Regions from separate parts of the Columba livia genome. Here region 2 is linked to region 1. A link is a contact called in public Hi-C data. All regions are on one chromosome and are shown on one strand. Each heading gives the region's core, a stretch centred on a gene start, on an enhancer-like site or on the middle of the called end of the contact. The rest is flanking DNA. Distances are from core to core; before and after follow the strand shown. Region 1 overlaps USP25 (ubiquitin specific peptidase 25). Region 2 overlaps USP25 (ubiquitin specific peptidase 25).

Region 1 (2,632 bases), core at 58-2,557:
TGGGAATTTGACCACACATATTATGCACCCTAAGAGACTCTTGGATTCCCCTAACTTTCCTTTGACTGGCATGAGAAGATGCCAGTTGAAAATACACTTTTGATACAAACCTGATAGGACATGCCTACTTAGCAGAGAAAATGGCAATTTATTCTGCAGACTAAGAGCAAAGGACCACTTCTACTGTTCTCTACCAGAAAAAAACATAGCATGCAACACAGAAAAAACCTATCTAAGATTTGTACATAAAGCAGACCTCATCTTGTTTGGAGCCTTTGGACACTATAACAACGAAATAAGAACAAGTTCTGGATACTAGTTATTATTCTCATATGGTTACCAAGCAACTTATTACTAAAGATGGGTATCTGACACTGCCTCCCCCAACTCAATCTCTCCTCTTCTATTACCACCTTGCCTATTATTGACTGCACTGTTACATCTAACATGAAAGTGTTAGCTCCTTGAGAAGACAGCCTAATTATTTTGTATGTGTAAGATGCCCCACAGACTCCCGTGATGCACTGCTCATACCAACCCATTACGATTGGGCTGATCCTTCAAGAGTCAGGTAATAAACACAAGTATGTCAAGACTCAAGGAGAAGCAAACTTCCTGTACCAGAGTGAATGTAAAGTACAGAGTGGAACACTAAGGCAGAGCTAGCCCAGCTGTTTTTGCAGCAAAATTAGTGGTCATCTCTAACATGGGAAATGCTACATGGAACACTGCACAAAATGTAAAATCTCCAGCTGTGCAAAGCAGAAAGGAATCTTTCCAGGACAAGTTTTGTACATGATTATCTATATTAATCTAGGCCAGAATTGCAGGTGCGCTGGCAGTAACACCACATACATTTTGCCTGTCTATCTGCTCTACCTTTTACGTTTTCCTTATTTGCTTTCACAAATTTTCATACCCTTGAGTAATCTCTGTTGCAGTGGGCCATTCTATATCACTGTATATTTTCAAATTCTTTTAATATCAACTTCAAATGCTAACATTATTTAAAGATATATCTGTATGTATCTCTGTATTGTTGTGTATCATACACACACACAATCTTCACATGCATACATCCAAAGTAACCCTAACAGAACTGCTGCCAACTGCACTGATATAATACAGCTTTCCCCACCAGATGGCAGTAACTTCAACTTAATATTAACCAGACTGTTTGCCACATGTGCAGCAAACAATAGCATTCTTTATATTTGTGTTTTTCCGTAAGAGGGAAATGCCATTTTTTTTCAGAGGTAGAATTATTCCAGTTTCCTTCGATTTAATGACAAACCAAAGGACAAAGTTTGCTACTAACAGCTAAGATCAACATTGATCGGTATATCCCCCAAGTATTTTTTTTTAAACACATCATCCCATATTGTTTCTTTTTTCAGTATACTATAATTTTGTCAAATTTGAGAAATATGGGTGTTATTTCCAGTCATTGTCTTTTTCTAAGAATAATTCCCAAACAGAAATTACTGGGTAACTTTCAATTGCATAATAAACTTAAACTTTTACAATATATGCTAATAATTAAAATTTTTAAAGGACTACAAAGAAATTAAAAAAATGGAAAACATCTTGTGCATAATTGTTTGACAAAAAATATACAGCGTGCAGACTTCTCTACTTATGAAAAATTCAGGATACCATCTACAGCAAAAACATTGCAGGCAATACATACTATATTATATATAGACTAAATTGCCTTTAAAGTGGGATCTAACAATTGCTTCTATTGGTAAGAGTAGGAAAGTTTTTGTCAGCAAAGTCCAGGCAATATAAAAATCATGTAATCTGGTGAATGGGGACTGCTTTGCAGGATATCTACCTTTAGAAGTAACTCATCCATAGATTCTAGCCAAAGATTGTTCACCTTTTATTTCCTTAACTTCTTATTTTTGAAATAAATTTTCCAGAAGAAAATGTCATATATTATAAAAAGAGGACTTCACTCTTATTCTACTAATATTAGTGTTCAGAATGATTAAGTGGGTCTATACTCAGCTCTATGCTGACTGCAAAGAAAATATCAAAAAATGCACATTCTTATTAATAAAACACACACATCTTTCAATAAATTTATGACCAAATACATGGTCTGTTTGGACAGCTGGCTTCCACTATCCTACAAGTACAGATTCAAATACTTTTTTGTTTCATGATTTTGAGTTTTTAGGTAGAAAGACAAAGTAGAGCAATGTTTTCTCCAGATATACAAAACAGATCAGTACAGTGATGGGGGAAAAAAAAAAATCACAAAAATAAAACAAACAAACAAAAGAAATTACCTGGATTTTTATGGAAAAACAAAAGTTTGAGAGAAAACAAGGACAGTGAAAAAGAAACTGACCTTAGGCACATAAGAAATGAGAGAAAGGAACCAAGACCTAACAAAGGATTCCTAGTAAAAGGAGGAAACATAAGCAGGATGGAAAGAAATTACGATTTTGAAGCCTTTGGAAGGAGAGAGGGGGAAAGCCAAAGTATTGCCATCAAGCTTGGCTTCAGGAATGCCATTACAATGAAGCTCAAAGTATTTCATAGAAAATCTAGGCCTCTGTTACCTGTTCCAGTTGAAATACGCTGGTGGATTACTGCTTTTCAATAATATAGTGATATGACT
Region 2 (2,632 bases), core at 56-2,555, 110 kb after region 1:
GTGTGCATATGTTAGTAGATTCTTTTGGTCGTCCATAGGATTAACATGAGTTTCCAGAGATTGCATGGGGTTCATACAAAAGTCTGAAAGTGCAAAGCTGTATTTCTTAGTTTACTCACCTAGTAAAGTGAACTAGAACAGCTGAACTACCTTACATTCAAAATTAAGACTGTAAACTGTTACAGATGAGAGTAACAACTCACAATCACAGGTACTAGCGATCTCTCTCCTTAGCAGGTTCCCTCTTCCAGATGGTACACCATCACCAGAGTTCTCACTGTAACAGTTCTTAATATTAAAAATTTTTCTCCAAAATGAACATATAATTTATTTTCTTAATTGAATTACTAGTTATAACTGTAACTATTTTTCATTGAATGTAGGTTTTCATAACACTGAACCATTTATTTATTGTTTAAAGAGCAGTTACTTTTCTGCCCTGTTCACAGAAGACACTGGTTGTTGCTCAGGTCCACAATATATATGTCGCTATTTTCAGTGGTCCAAAGCTCACAACCGTGCAAGTTCGGGCTAAAAGGCCAAATAAATGGGGGTCTTGTGCATAAACCACATACCACATCCTGCCCTTGGAAGGCAGTGATGTATTTTGGTTAAGTCAAGCAGGGCAGTCCATACTGCCTAGAGTGCTTGTTGCTGTCTGCATACACATTCAAGTCTTATGTCATATTTTCAGTCTTTATATCCAAGCTAGAACCTCTCTGATTTTATAAGCGTGGAGGCTGTCACCTCTTTCAGTATCAGGAACTGCAGTCCTAGGCACAGGGCTACCAGATTTGAGTGAGTAGTTGGCAAGAAGTTATCAGTATTCAATGGTTTTGTTTTAATGCCTTTGGAGGATAATTCCTCATTCTGCAGGCCAGGCTGTGTCCATGTCCCATGTGTTGAGGAACTGACAGATGGGGCGCTCTGTGGGCAGCTTGTGAGCAGGGTATGATCACAATTTGCAGCAATGCTGCTGCAGAGTGAGCCGAGGGGAATGTACAGCTGGGACCTGCAGCCATTCTGCTGGCAGCCTCCAAGGAACCTGCTGGACTTTTCTTTCAGCAGCCGGGGACCCGAGTTACCCTGAAAAACTGCATCCTGCCAGTGGTCTTAAGCGCAGGATTAGCAACCATATCTCAGCTGCTGGCAAACCATTTACAGCTCCAGAGTTGTAGTCTGGCCATCCCTAGGTTAAGTTACATTACCAAGGTATTGCCAGTAAAAGGAAGAAAGTAAGAAAGAAAGAAAGCCTGTGCTCGCCCTCTTTCTAGTACCACTTTTACATCACACCCCTTCACAGTGTGCAGTCTGCTCATCAAGTGTGCTGGACCCTACAGCAACAGAGAGGGCAATGGGGACCGCGACCCTAAAACCCTACCCTAAAGGCTTATGAGGAAAACAGGCTGAAGAGCTCCTGAGGGAAATCCTTGCCTGGGCTTGCTCAGAGGTAACTAGGAGGCTGCTGTGCTTTCCCTGTCCACTGCATGAGAACCAGACAGCGTCTGAACAATTACTGTTTGATTTGGGTTAAGAGTCAGACACCACCTGGGGCAACGGCCAGACTGCAACCAGGGATACTATTTCCAGAAACACAAATGACAGGTGGGAATGTGCAAATGGTAACATTCAGGGCACCACTGTGTTGCAGTGCAAACCATTAAAACACAAGCATGCAGCATTATTCAGGGTGATTTTTTTGTACTGGAGTATAGCAATGTTGAGAGCAGAGTTTATCTCCAAATTCCCTGATTTTTCACAGTAGCTTATGATCCCATGCCTTACTTTCTGTGCAGTTCAAATTTTAGTCTGTCAGATAAATGTGCACCATATAACCGGGCGAGAGAACATGAAGGCAGTGAAAGGGGGCTGCTGCACATTTGGGAAAGGGAGTTACTTTCAGAACTACATCATTTCAGTTATGGCTGTGATGCTGGTTTCTTTTGTTACCCGATTTTAGAAGGGGCAATAACTGCAGCAAGTCACTGGTGACTCCAATAATTCAAAGCTCTGGAGGAAAAAAAAAAGTTCTGCTCTGATTTCTGGAAGTAAACATGCTTTATGCAGGACCTTCATTTCCTCTCTATCAGTAAGGACAATACATAGGTGGACAAAAACTGCTCTCTAAAGAGACCAAATGTTTTGTTAAACAGACTCAGCTCCATCAAATGAACCTATTTTTTCTGCTTAGCAGACAACCACAGACAACCAAACATTTGTCATTGCTGCATAACTTCTAATTTGGACAATATATTTTATCACCTTTGACTGCCTGGCTTAAAACGCTAGGTAGGTACAATACCCATTTCTTAATTTAGTGCTACTTCAGTGACCCTGTTCAGGCTGAATAGGCTGATGGCTTCAAGTTCATGATGTTATTTCCACCCTGCCTGAATGACTGAAACTTTGCAAACAGAACAACAAAACAAGAAATAAACTTCTTAAATGCAAGACTTTGGGGAAGATAATAACCCATAATAAACTTTCTGAAATTATTATGATCTGGGAACAATTCCAAGTCTAGGAAGAGCAAGTGTTACTATGCTTTTATAATGAACAGAATTTCTCAAGCCTATTCACAAACCAGTATATTTTTAATATGTAAGCAGCACAAATTTATACCCTTTCTGAG

What was found. A called contact is a pair of places that touch in the nucleus more often than the background predicts.
Region 2: a contact with region 1 is called in a Hi-C map of crop, with 2.2 times the contacts expected there. The contact joins two enhancer-like sites. A contact is called at or near these places in 2 of 2 Hi-C or Micro-C datasets (crop and liver).

What each region holds. Positions count from the first base shown.
Region 1 is chr1:78,366,119-78,368,750 of bColLiv1.pat.W.v2, forward strand. The region is part of intron 31 of USP25 (ubiquitin specific peptidase 25); the gene reads right to left. Among named protein-coding and RNA genes, the nearest start is that of USP25, 320 kb to the right of the region's middle. Within about 2 kb of position 1,308, at least 2 of the 3 cell types and tissues checked have an H3K27ac peak away from gene starts, as active enhancers do.
Region 2 is chr1:78,479,001-78,481,632 of bColLiv1.pat.W.v2, forward strand. All of the region lies in intron 29 of USP25 (ubiquitin specific peptidase 25), which reads right to left. Among named protein-coding and RNA genes, the nearest start is that of USP25, 210 kb to the right of the region's middle. Within about 2 kb of position 1,306, at least 2 of the 3 cell types and tissues checked have an H3K27ac peak away from gene starts, as active enhancers do.